Linked DNA regions of Rattus norvegicus: region 1 is linked to region 2. Evidence: chromatin contacts called from public Hi-C data. All regions are on one chromosome and are shown on one strand. Each heading gives the region's core, a stretch centred on a gene start, on an enhancer-like site or on the middle of the called end of the contact. The rest is flanking DNA. Distances are from core to core; before and after follow the strand shown. Region 1 holds the start of Clcn5 (chloride voltage-gated channel 5). Region 2 holds the start of Ppp1r3f (protein phosphatase 1 regulatory subunit 3F).

Region 1 (7,042 bases), core at 2,455-4,954, 260 kb before region 2:
AATTTCTTAGGATTTAACTGCACGAATACACACACACACACGCGCGCGCGCGCGCCACATGTCATAGATGAGGAGGCCAGAGAACAATTCATGAGAATCTGTTGCCTCCTTCCATCACATGGACCTCGGGGACAGAACTCAAGATGTCTGTCTTGGTAGCAAACACCTCTACCCACTGAGCCTTCTCACTGTTTATGATAAATACCCATCAAAGCCAGCATACAATCCAAATCCCATTTAAACTGTCCATCCAGGTATATCAAAACTGTGTAACGTTTGGGTATGTGCGTGTTTTAAATCACGAACTCAAGAGAATATTTTGAAAAGACTCATTAACCCCACAGGCATCTCTGGCTTCTGAACATTCACAGACATTGAAGCTATTTTTTTTTTACTCTATTTCGTATAAGTGGTCCTGAACCTTTTGTGCGTCACAGACACAGTTCCGTAGTTTCTATCAATTAATTCTTAAACCCACATTTCTTCTGTGGTCATCATAAGATTGGATTCTAATAAAAATCCGGAACATTCTGAAGACTGACGCCCAACCTCACTAAAAATAACAACTTTGCATGAGATAGAATCCACAACAAGAGATATAATTTATCACCGAAAACATTGTTGAGCTTGGCTCTTGGGTACGTTATAATATGAAAATCAGTATCTTCCTTCTGCCACCAAAATATAAACATAAGATTCAATGAGCCTTTCAACTGCCAAAACCCAAAAGATGTCTTCATTAAGAAGAGGAAGCTTGAGAGGCAACTAAGTGTGTCTCCCCCTACTTTCAAGAATCTTACAATACAAATTTGCTTGAAATAAATGAAAACCACAAATTGGGAAAAATGTATCTCTCCTTCCATATAATCCCCAGGAATACATGTTTAATTGAAGGAAATTCTTTTCAATGCTTCTGGTATAATATTTGTCTGATTCGCCATTAACATCCACTTTAGAATCATATGAATATTCGAGCTAACAACAGCTTCTCTTACATAAATGTGCATTGTCCTAGTAAAGAAAGGGTTAAATTAAAGAAACAGCTGGCTGGCAGTCATAGCTCTGGGGGTGCGGTGGGGGTGGAAGACAGCAGGAGGAAAAACCAGTTAGAGGAATAAGTGTTAATTTCTTACCCTGCCACATGGCCATCTTGTACCTATCTTCTCCCAAGCTAGGTAACAGGCTCAGAGCTTTCCAGAGGCACCCCCAGTTTTGGAGGGGGACTTAAAGGAGGGTATAAGTGGAGATGCAACTGTGTGGTTCTGCTTTCTGCAAGATTCTAAGGCCCCAAACCTGAAAATGTAAAACAGAAGAATGAAAATCACCAAAGAAGACAAAGAATTTCAAATTCTTGAAAATGAGACCCTGAGCCCCTCTGAACCTCTCTTTGAAAGACACCATACACAGTGTCAAGTTCCCCTCACCCCTTCACGGCAGTATTGCTGGTGCGAGAGTACAGATCTATCACCAGTTAACACTGTCATTCACTGCTGTAGGGTTCTGTATGAATCTGGGACTTCAGTAAATGAGGCTGGACACTCATTAAGGGATGAGTAAGGGGTTGGTTGAGATAAATTGTGATAGCCATTGTGCTTTGTATCTTAAAGTTCCACACTCCGGTGAATGAATTCTTCTTCTGCCCATGAAGATTCAGGGTTACATGAAGACATCAGTAGAAAAGAGAACAGACTCTGTGAATAAAGTGTTAAAATAAATCTTACATATAAAAAAGGGAGTGTAATAAAAAGTAAGAACTGATGACACCCATGGGGAGGTGGGTCTTCCTTTCCCCTTTATTTTGTATTTTCCTCGCTTTGCAAAATTCCTATAGTGAACATATTATATTGTTTGTATAGTGAGGGAATGAGTCAAGGACAAAGAAGAACATACAACTAGAATATTAATATTAATACAATCAAAGTAACTTAGCTAACTCCCGGTAATACATTTTCAAATTCAAAGCTGTTGAGAAAGCATCTCCGTTAAAAAGAGCTTGGTGTCCCAGCCTAAGTTCAGTCCCTGGACTCCAAGTAGAAATGGAAAGAAAGAACTGACTATGGAAAACTGCGCCCCCACCCACAAGCACATGCATACACGCGAAACCATACTGATAAAATTTGAATCTTTAAATTCAATCTTAATGCTGTTTCCAGTTATATGAAAGGAGTTAGAAAGCAAAGGAAAAAACTAACAGGTGTGACTACTGGCCTTAGTTTGGTGTGTAAGTTTCATACATTAAGCACTTTGTCCATTTAAACAAGTTTTTAAATACTTTATAGCATAAAAGCTAATTTGCATTTTTTCTAGAAAGGCCCTCACCTTTTTGGCCTGAGGCGAATTTCTATTTCTATTGATTTTTACAGAACCAACGTGTGCAACTGTGAAGTGGAAAAGCTAAAGCCCTAACGCTCAAGGCTAATACTAGTTTGAGAAGAGTGTTGGCCCTCTTTAGTGACCTCTTTTTCTTTAAAGAACAAAAAGGTTCATGTGTGCACCAGTCCTCAAAACTCCAACAAAGATCTGGCTTTGGATGGGGAAAGGCTCCTGAAATCCAAGAAAAAGAGTGCTTAAAAAACTTAAACTCTGAGGATGAATTCCCCCAGGAAAAAGTGAGTTATCTGAAACATGGCACAGTTTAAGTTTGCCCCCCACCCCATTTTGCTTACTGTTACAGAAGTACTGATCAGTGCAGTGCGTCGTGGAACAAGGGGAAATTTAACAGCTCTGAAATTAAACCCGGGAAATTACTAATAGATTTATGAAGTATGTGTAAAGCAGAATCTCCCTGGCTTTTAATGCTTCACCTTCTGGCTTTCCCCTCATTTACTCGGTGCAACTTCCACTGACGTTATCACACCGACACACGTCCAACTTCAGGCAACTGTTTCGTTCTGAAACGTTCCTAAAGGTAAAAAGCGCGTCAAAGTTAAGCTAAAGCTTTCTTTCCATTACTAGTAAAGGCGCTGGAACGCGGGGCTCCAATGTCTGGAAGCAGCAGCTAAGCGCATTGGGCGGCAAAGGGGGAAAACGCAGACCAACTTCTTCGCCCAGGCCCTCTGGACTGCACCTCACTAAGAACCCCTCGAAACCTGTGGCAGGTCCAAAGCAGGAGCGAGCAGAACCTGGCCTCTGCTGCGCTTTCCCAGCGAACGCCGCCCCAGCCCTGTCTTCTGGAGAAGCGACGCGGGCAGCCAAGCTCCCAGCTTTCAAAGCTGGGCGGGCTTGGCGCCGCTTGGCAAGGAAACTTCGATCGGCAGCCTGGGGACCCTGATCCCAGAACTGGGCTGGGCTGCCGAGGAGATGCCGCCCCGCTCTGGCAGGAACCAGCCTGTCCACCTCCTTCGGTGGCGGCCGGGCAGGGAACGCCAGCTCCGGGGACCGCGGTGGCAGACGAGCGCTCTTCCCTGCTCGTTGTACCAGGGGGGCTCCTCGGGTGGGCCGGCGGCCGGCGACCTGGGAAGGACGTGTTGGGGAAGGAAAGCCCGTTTGCCTTTACCTGTCACCGGGGTCCAGCGCCGCGGAGCCCGTGTCCACCGGCGGTGGGCAGCGCGCTCAGTCGGCTCTGGCGTTCCACACGGCGAGTAGAGCTAGCGCCCCACGTAGCCGGCGGAGCTTCATTCACACAGCCCAGCCGGGAGGAGGGGGAGCGGAGCGGGAGCGAGGCTCATGTGACAGGCGCCTTGGAGTATTAGCTCTGCCAAGACGGAGTCTGCGCATGCGCGCCACGGAGGGCCCTCTCCAGGCACCTCGGCCCAGCCCGGGGGGAAAACGCGGCCAAGAAGCTGCTGCTGGGAGGAGCTTCGGCATGCGCAACCGCAATAGGGTAGCCAGGCTTGCAGCCATATTTAATGAGGACTGGGCGGATCCAACCCAAGTGCGGGGCGTGTCAGTTGCATTTGGAGAAAAGCACAGCTCCATTCGGTTCCATTGTTTGCAGATTGCCTACCTTGGTTTTGCTTTTGTCTTTAGAACAAACTGTTTATCCTGAGCATCTTGACCACAGCGTAATAGTAGAAATATAATACTAATGACATCAGACCACATATTTAGCCTCCTAGATACCAGGCATTGTTCTGGCTTACTATACCTTCTTTATTCGTTGCATTTAATGATCACAAGAACTCACGAAGAATGTATCGTTGTTTATTTTCCCTCGTAAAAATACAGAGGCACAGAAAGGTCGCATAGCTTTTCCGATCTCACACTGTAGTAGCAATAGAAAGAGTGATCAAATATGGTGATGCTTGCAGGGGCCAATTTAATCTCATACAGGGAAATCTATATTGCAGTTATTTATCGATATTATCGCCAATTTAATCATTACCAAGCGAAAACTCAAGCTGACACATACTCCTAATCCTAATCCTCCAATTTAGGGGTTGGAGGTAGGAGAATCAGTCCGAGGTCACCCTAGGCTATACAGCAAGTTTCAAGGCAGGGCACTGTCTCAAAAACGGACAAACAAAACACAAAATGAAGTTCAGATTCCAACTGAAGTCTCTCCGTCTCCAAAGCCATTTCAAACAATTAGAAGAAATATCCTATCCTTGTAAAGAATGAGCAGGCTACACAAAGAGTGCAGCGAATTAATTTGTTGGAAGAACTAAGATTGGAATCCGCATCATCAACAAGTACTCAAATTCAGAATCTGCTAGAGTAAACAGTATTTTTTTCTCAACTTTCTTGCAACAGGGCCTCACTATCCCTGGATGCCTGAAACACACTATGTAGACTAAGCTGGCCTTGAGATCACAGGTATTCAGTTGCTCTGCCTCCCAAGAGCTGAGATTGTAGTCCTGTGCCACACCCCTAGGCTTTTTTTTTTCTTCGAGAAGTTCATACGTGCATACAATAAACTATAATCCTATATGCTTCCATTTGCCCCCTCCAGTTCTCCTCAAGAAACCCAAATTCCCCCAACACCTCCCCTCCTAATTTAAAATTCCTTGTTTTATTAACCCAATAAATCCAGTTAGTGTTGCCCATATTTGCTAGCATGTAGGACCCTTCAACAGAAAAGAAAAAACCTATCAGAGGCCACACCCTCAAAGAAAAGTGATTCTTTCTCCCCAGAAAGCTATCAACTACCAATGGCATCTCAGTAAGAAACAGAGCCTGGGTATCATCTCTCCCATCTCTGTGGGAATGTTGGTGGCTTGGTCTTATTCTTGAGTTCAAAGACCTTGTGTACAAAAGACAGTATTTTACAGCCCTCCTCTGAATGCTCCAGCTCCTGCATTCTTTCAATCTCCTCGTGTAAGATGGCCCTTGGGCCTAATTAGGACTAAGGTTGAGAATTCTGTCATTTAGACTCAGGGCTGAGCACTCAGCCTCTTCTCAGAACTTTGACCGGTTATGAGTCTTTGCTGCCCATGGCAAAAAGAAGCTCCCCTGACCAAAGTTGAGAACAGCCCAGATCTGTAGCTATAAACACTAGCATTGGAAGTCAATCATTGAGCTAAATTAAAATGCCAGGTTCTACCCAAGGACCTATGGGCTCCCCAGACATGGAGTTACAGTATCAGGTATAAAATTCCCTCCTGTGGTGCAGGTTTCACATTGGATCAGAAACTGGGCAGATCAGCATTGTTAACATGCAGGGACCAAAGTTGGGTAAGGCCATGTATGCGCAATGAATTTTGAATGGCTACTTTGGACAAACTAAAGGTTTGAAATACAAAGCCTGTATCTTGGGCCAACCCATGTAAAGCTTCCAGATATAAATCTATAATCAAACACAATCAAGATTTTGGCTTGTTTTAATACAAAACCTAACAGGGAAACAAACATGGTCATGTCATGAAGACAAAAGGTAGGGTCGTGGGAGAAGACTAAACTTCAGATGATTTTTTTTAAAGCCATACTTCGATAAGCTCAAACCAAGGCAGAGTTATCACAGGATCTCCCCTGGAAGGATCTGAACTGTGAAAAGAATCCAGAGTTCTGCATCCTTGGGAACCCTGGAGTAGATATGAAATGTTGAATCCAGATAGGCTTTATCTGGATCTATACCTGAGCCCCAAATCAAAGCTTCTTCTATGAGCCAGCTGCACATATGCTCTCCACACAAATGGGGTGATTTATTGATGGCAATACTAATGGATGATTACACGTGGCAGACAGCAAAGATTCTGCTAGCTTGTGATTGGAGAGAACGAAGGGAATTTTTAAACCACCATGGTTATTCACACTACAGCAGATCAAAGCACAGAGGTTGGGAGTAGTATGAATAGAAGAGGGGAATGAGACTAAATTGGAAGGACTGTGAATGCTGGACAAACATTTGTACTTAATTCAGAGACAAATGGAGGAAAATTTGAGGATGTTTGCTTTGACGTGTGTGTGTGTGTGTGTGTGTGTGTGTGTGTGTGTGTGTGTTGTACACACGGACAGGCTTCCCTTAATTATGCACTTTACCAATATGCCCAATAGTTAAAACGTTTGAACAAGGCAATCCTTTTGTTAGAACTCTTCCTTAAGCACAGAAATCAGGGGCGATTTTGTTTGAGAAGTTTCTCTTTTCTGTCTTTTCTTTCTTTTCCCACAACACTGCAGGATAGAAAAACAAGAGTTCACTTGTGGACTGATCAGAAGGGCCCCCACCGAGACCCCCCCTGAACTATAATAAAAGTAAGGATAAAAAGCGTCTTCTCTGATAAAGGAGTATGAAAAAGGGCAGGGTGATCGTAAGCAAATTTATTCCTCGAAGACATGAGTCTTTGCTTGAAATGTAGGATTATTTGAGAGGCCTGGAGTCGCAAAGATTATGATGGGGTTGCAATACATGAAAATGGCCACTGGGTGTCGCCACTGACCGCCAACAGCTTGGAGGGCTCCAACATTTAAACACACCCAATCCAATGCCTACACACACACAGACGCACACCACACACACACACACACACACACACACACACACACACACACACACTTCATCTTTTGTGAGTTAAAAAAAGAAAAATGTCGTGACAGCCGGAGGCATAGAGACATATTAGCTGTTTTTCCTTTTTTCTTTCTTTTTTTTCTTTCTTTTTCTTTTTTT
Region 2 (7,112 bases), core at 3,067-5,566:
GGATGTGGCGACAAAAGCACGGGAGCAGAAACCAATAGAAAGCCAGACTAGATGCCAGCAGAGGCCAAAGCAGGTACCAGTGAGGGTGTTTAAGGGCCAGATTTTTGTTGATCTTTATTTTTTAAGAGGAATAGGATACCTCCTCAGAGTGTAAAGTCAAGACACGACAGAAGGGCTCCTTCCCATATCAGTCTAAGCACTGAGGACTCAAAGCCTCTGTAGTCACCCAGAAAAGAGGGATTTAAATAATCTAGCTCATAGAAACCACCACTGAGAACCAATGAGACTATACAAAAATACTCAGCAAAATGCCCAGCAAAGAAAAGGGGCTCAGCCACGTGTCACTTCCTAAGGCCTCACGTAAGCCTTGCCACCTGGCTCTACCACAAGCCTCTGGGAGTCTTAAAACCAGTCTGTATCTTCTCTGCTTGTTCCTAGCACTGTGCTCAGCACGTTAACAGACCCTACCAAAACTGCTGCTGCTGGATTATCTCTTAACCTACTGAAAACCTGGCTCCGCAAGCCAGGGAAAGCAGCCATTTGAGCTCCGGACTACATCCTCATGGCTGTCAATCATCTCTCTGACCCCACCTGACAAGGGCCAGCTGCACAGTGGGCCTGTGGCCAACATTTCTGAAGCCCTCTACAGCAGGCCTCCCACAGATAAGAAAAGGGTATCCCCTGAGGTCCACCACCATTTCCCCAGAGGGCTAGATCACAGGGGGTAGCTGTTCTTCAACAGCACTTCAAATCAGCAGCGGCACACAGGCCTTAAAACAATAATAAGTTGAAATGTATTTGCTAGGAAAGCCACCGACCTACAAAGAAAACCTTATCGCTGATCTAGCAGTGCACACCAGCCTCCCCTTTGCAAGAGCTGAGATCAACAAAAGATAAAGAAGCTATCAAAAAGCCATCTGCCCACTTAAAATAACATCTCAAGTCACGCTGGGAACCACAAACATGGGGCCAGCTACCAAAACAATTGTCTAAATGAACTACTTCAATTTCTCCTTAAAACCACCCATGTACTTTAAAAGAAAAACACCCTCTCCACCCACCTTGGCACGGCAAGGTTTTGATTTGTCTGTTCCCTTCCTTTCACATTCTTGAAAATGACCGAACTTCAATACCCAAACCGTCCTATCTTACAGAAAGGGCTCCCACAACTGCAGATGCAATGAGACGTGATTGAAATGCAGGCCATTCTGGGGGCACTGGAACTGGGTGGGGCTACACAAGTGCACACATATTGTGAGCCCTGCACTGGGGATCAGTACAGTCCACTTCTGTACATCTCAATAAAACCTGAAGCATACATAACAGGTACAAGGGGACAAAGGGAAGAACTAAGAGCACCAACAGTGAAACGTGGGATTTGTTTTTAAAGTAGCAGCCCTAACACTGCGTCCCTGCTTGCTATTTACTACCTGAGTGACTCTGAGCAAGCTGGAGCACCTCTCCAAGCTCCCCATTTCCCATTAACTAGGACTCACTCTAGCGCCTGCAACCAACAGCACATTCAGCTGGCCTCAAGAGGAGAATGTCCCTACCACTCCTACAGGAGAGCAGGAAATGCTGACCACCAGACCTTTTACGGCTACAATTATGCCTCAGTTACCTTGCCTACGGGTGCTGCGTCCAATTCAACCACACAATGGGAAAACCATTCCTCTCTGAGAAATGAGAAAACTGAGACAAGACCAGACAACAAAGCTGAGTTTGGGAAAGGAATACATACAAAGACTATGCGTGAGCATCTAAACATTAACGATCATTGACACCACTATAGCACAAGGTTTATGGCACAACTCTGAACTAGGCTCAACATAGTGCTTTTACTCATCCTGTGCAGCACTTCCATAATTGCCTGTTTTACAGAAGAGGATAGTTACTGACAGCATGATGCGGTTAAGAATTGGATACGGTCACACTAGAAAGTGGCAGGCTTGGGGTTTGAACCCAGGTAATCTAATAGGAGAATCCAAGTTCTTAATGCTTCAAGGTCCATCCACTAAGAGCTAAACCTTTCAGAACTACTCACAGTCTAAGCCCTAAGCACAACCAGCAGGTCCCATAGCACCCTGCTCCATCATGCAGCTTCCAAGGGCCAAAAGAGCAACCTCCCACTCCCATTTCTCATAGGAACAGGAAGATGTATGCACTTCGGAGGGAATCTAACTGACCCCGGGCATCAAGCCTGGCTGTTGCCCTTGACAAACTTATAGCCCTGGTAAAGACCTAGAAAAGCATTATTTCAGTCTCCTGGGTTATAAATGGTCTTTCTCCCAGCCCCTCAAGTTTATAAGAGGTGTGCAAATTTTAAAAAGAGAGATGAGCTTCAAGTCCACTTCTCATCTGTTCCAGCCTCCGCCAAAACTAATGTTTTATGTGAGAATATAGCCTCACTCCTTAAACTCCGCAGGAGGCCTCTCTGACCACCAGAGGAACAGTAAAAAGGTGTGCACAGACTTCAAGACCAGAAATGGTTGTAACTAAAAAGCCAAGTACCACCACTTCCTCAACCAGCTTCTCTACCTCTGTAACTCTGGCTTCCTGCTGGGTCAGATAGGAATCAGATTCCACTCCCCACACCGGGACCCTTAGTCCACACCATCGCACCCGCATGTTCTCTCCACTCCAGCACACTGGCTGACATTCACACCGAATCCATAACCAGGTCAGGACCTCGGAACTTGCTGTTCCCACTACCTACATCTTCCTTCCATGTATGCGCACCACTGCTCCGTACCCCTCTGGACTCAAGTTTAAATGCCACCTCAGAAAGCGTCCTACCTGGTCCAAATTCTACCAACTCGCTCTTCCATAACTCTTCCTTATCACCGTCTGGGACTCTTCACGAGAGCTCACCCTCAACACGTCTACAGCAGCCACTCCCTCCAGAGCCTTACAGTATTTTCCTCTCAGCACTAACCTTAGCCCTATTTATCTTATCTGCTTGTTTGCTTTTGCATTCTGTTTCCCAGAGGAGCCTTGCGGGATGGTTGGGGACAGGGAAGGTGTCTGTCTTGTTCAGGGCCTTATAGTGGAACTCACTAAATGGATGATACCCCAGTATTTAAAACAGTGCCTAGCACATGTTTGGTCTCCACTACTCTTTGACCGACTGCACCCTCCTGCCTGTTCTGGAGAGCAGGCCTGGGGGAGGGGGGACTTCTGGGATGGGAGGCTTGTCCTCCATTCTACATCCAGCCCTGTGTTGGTGGAGGTGGCGCTGGCAGACATTACCTGCGCCTCACCGGCTTCATGCAGCTCTTCAGCTGCCTGGCCTCAGCCTCCACAGGACCCTGGCACTCAGGCTGTGGCTCCAGCTGCTGCAGCTGCTGCTGCTGGGGCAGCCCTTCAGCATCAGTGGGTGTGGGAGCGGGTGCGATCCGGAGCAGGACAGTGTAGTTGCGGCCATGGTTGTTGGCCCAGAAAGTGCCCTCGGGGGTCTCATAGCGCACCACGAAGTCAAGGCGCGCCCCATCGCCCGCACCCTCAGCAAAGGGCAGCTGGAAGGCAAAGCGGTCAGTGCGGCCACCGTCGTCGGGTGAGGAGGCAGACACCTGGCCAGGGCCCAGGCCTAGACCCGGATCCAGGAGGGGATCTCCTGCTCCTGTTCCTCCCACTCCTGCCCCAGGCGGGCTGCGTGGGACATAGCGCGCTGGGTGGTCGCAGAAGGTAGCCCAGCCGTCGTGTGAGGCCCGCACGTGCACCGCCTTCTCGAAGGAGCGGTTCAGCACGCGCACCAACCCGCGCACTACTGGCGGGCGCCCCCCAGGCACCCACACCCCGGAACCCCCGGGAACCGCTCCAGGAGGCGGCAGCAGCGCCTCCAACTCCACCATCACGCGCCCCAACCGCTCCAGACGGCCCGGCGCGGGCGGCAACGAAAATGTGGGCACCAGATAAAACCCCCCGCCAGCGGGAACGGGGCACAGCGGAGAGGGATCGGGAAAAGCCTCCTCTTCCTCCTCCCCTTCATCCCCATCCTCGCCATCATCATCCTCATCAGCCCCGCCACCGCCGCCATCTTGCCCGGTCGCCGCCGCCATCTTGCCCGCCCCGGGCCCGCCCCACGGCCGGTAGCGGCGTAGCTGCGCCAGAGGCAGCCCCAGGGCCTCGTCAGCGAACAGCACCCTCCGCGGGGCCACCGCCGCCTCAGTTGAGGCGCGGGGCTCTCCCGCAACCGGCGACGGGGGCGCGGGATGCCGCAGCGGTGGCTCCACAGGGGCCGTGCGCGCCATATCGGCGGCGGCGGCGGCGGCGGCGGCGGCGGCACCGACGGCACCGGCGGTGGGACCGGCGGGGGCAGGGCCTGAAAAGGCGGGCAGCCAATGAAAACGCCAGGACGGGGGGGTGGGGCTCCAGTGGAGCGTAGGCGGTGAGATAAAGACAGGTACAGCCAACAACCAATGGACAGCCACGCGGGAGTGACGTAAGGTGACTGACAAGCAGGAGAAGCTAGCAACCAATGAAGACGCCCGAGCGTGGGCGGTGTGGGAGGCGGGATGATCACGGAATCAATGGAGAGGCCTGAGTGGGGTTAATGCGGGACCGAAGATGTAGCTAGCAGAAGTATGACAGTTAGTAGGAAAGTCTGAGTACGAGCGGCACGGTGGGCAGTGGGAAGATGAAATGGCTACAGGCGATGGGGGCAGCGGGGAGCGAACCCAGAGGTCCAAAAACTGGGAGATCCGCAGGTTGTGTAGGCGGTGAGACGTAAGAAAGATAAAAAGAACAGCCAATGGAGAACTGCACGCGAATGATGTAGAGACAGAGTGACGATAATGGTTGCAACGAGCCAATGGGGAGTCCTGTGAGCGCACACTATGGCTTCAAGAGGCGGTAACAGGGTGGATCTAGCCAATACAGAGACTGAACAGAGTCTGGAAGGCAGTGTGTGAGCAGACACGGAGGCGGGGCTGTAGCGGGGGTGGGGGGAGCACTAGGGCATGTGAGGAGTGAAGGTGGGAGTGAGAAAGAGATGGAGAGCCAGGGTGAAGGCTGTGATATCTCAAGGGACAGTGCCAGTATAGGATTAACCAAAGCCGAAGCTAGACAAATGTAGCCAAAAGGATACTGTGGAGGCAAGATAGGAAAGCAAGCCCAAAGATGGTAGTGTAGGTGCTGCGAAGGAAAGCATGAGTAGCCAATAAATAGGTTAAAGTAGAAGAAGGTGCATAGGCTGAGCCTAAGCCTGAGTGATTGAGCACAGAATCAAAATTCAGTCAAACAATAAGATCGGGCCTTTGGGGGGATGGATTGACCTTTCCCTATTCTTCCATGACTCCCCATGGCCCCACGAATTCCCAGAGTCCCTAAAAACCCAGACTGCGCGGTTGTTGTGAGACCAAAGCAAAACAGTTCTCCTATCAGTTACTGGGTGTGTCCCGTCGGCCCCACACCACCACACACACCTCCCAGCCTTTTCGTGGCCAGTGTAACTAGCCAAGAACATTCTTGACTGTCCCTTAAAGTCCCGAGTTGAGCATTGAGATTCTTCAGGACTTGGCACCACTGCATGAATCGATCACAAAATAGAAAATAGAACCCTTTTTTGAAGAACTAGCTTTTTCTAACTCACACTTAGCACACATTTACTCTGACAGTATGTCATCACCAGTTGATCAGCTAATGTAAGTTCAAATCAGAGTCCTCCCCTTCTTGCTCATTTTGACACTTTTCACCCCACAGTGGCTTTCTTTCTCCCCCCTCCCTACCTCCTCTGATCAGAGTGCTGTCCCATCTATCTCTTTCATCTAGTGAATTCTTTTCATTCCTCATCTAAGGTCGCACCTCCTGTGGGAATGGCATAGATTTTGTCAGCATGTTCATTCACACATTCCCCACTCCTGTTTATTAACTTATTAGGACTTACTGACTGCTAAATGCCAGGTTCAGGGAAGGTTCTTATCTAACCCTCATAACCCCCCCTAACAGGAAGGCCATCCCTTGGCCCCCATAGTCTCTCTTCTCCTCCTGTCTGTGTCCGGGTCACGAAAGGAATATGTCCAGCTACAAGTAGCAGAATAATGAAGATTTAAACAATGTAGAACTTTAGAACTTTTTTCTCTCATCCGAAAGGTCAAGGCAGCAAGTAAATGATCGCAGGACTCCATCCTATCTGCCCATTTTAGGTACTAACTGTGCCCTGGTCTTGCCTCGGAGTCTCATTCTTCAGCAAATCCTGTAGGTTATCTATCCAAAGCATTTCCCAAGCAGGATATGGTGACGTATGCCTGTAATCCCAGCACTTGAGAAGCTAAGGCAGGAGGATCACTGAATTCAAAGCCTAGACTACAAGTGTGGCCTTGTCTAAAAAATAAAAATGGTTAGGAACAGCTCAGCAGTAAAAACCACTTCCTAACAAGTGCACGGGCCCCATCTCTAGCACCATTTTTTAAAATCCGAAATCCACCTTTTCACTACCACTCCATCAACAGGACCAGCACCAGTACCCTAGACTATACTACAGTAGTCTCCCCCTGGTTAGTCTCCATCCCATGTCCCTACCCCCTATTCCATACTCAGCACTCTAAAAGATCCTCTTAAGTCCTGACAGTAATGTCTCCTCTGCTCCCAACACTCCCCTGGCTTCTTCTACACTTAGTGGAAAAGCCAAACCTTCACCATGTCATAAAAGGCACAAGCCAACTGGTCCCTCTCTGACCTTACCTCCTGTTCCTCTCCTTTCCACTCACTTCAACCACACCAGACTCCTTGTTGATCCTGCACAAATCCAGTACCCTCACCTCAGGACATTCACATTGACCCACCATCCCACCCAGCTCTGCAGAATCCCCATGGCTCTCTTCCTCACCTTTGTCAAAGATCCCTTTCCCTGGGACCTTCCTCCTGACCTGTTAAATCCTGCCCATTCATCATCAACTACACCCACGCCCGTCCTCTTCCCCAGAAACCTATGTGAGCCAATATAGTAACGGTGTAGAGCAGATGCCATCCTCTGACAAGCTGACCCCTAGCGTCCACACTGCAAAGACCCTGGATTTACACATCAGTAACCTCAACACTCCCACACCCAAGGCCGCATACACTCAAGTAGCTTCCCAGAAATCTGTGTCACTTACCACTCATTCACTTATCCT

What was found. Hi-C and Micro-C count contacts between places; a contact is called where the count stands out from the background.
Region 1: a contact with region 2 is called in a Hi-C map of mammary epithelial cells, with 3 times the contacts expected there. The contact joins the promoter of Clcn5 here to the promoter of Ppp1r3f in region 2. A contact is called at or near these places in 2 of 12 Hi-C or Micro-C datasets (frontal cortex and mammary epithelial cells).

Annotation. Positions count from the first base shown.
Region 1 is chrX:17,853,922-17,860,963 of GRCr8, reverse strand. Clcn5 (chloride voltage-gated channel 5) reads right to left here and starts at 3,704. Exons shown (of 14, transcript NM_001414393.1): 1 at 3,497-3,704; 2 at 1,134-1,293. The coding sequence starts at 1,149.
Region 2 is chrX:17,598,434-17,605,545 of GRCr8, reverse strand. Ppp1r3f (protein phosphatase 1 regulatory subunit 3F) reads right to left here and starts at 4,316. Exons shown (of 4, transcript NM_001401176.1): 1 at 3,250-4,316. The coding sequence starts at 4,250. It also overlaps a transcript of Foxp3 not described here.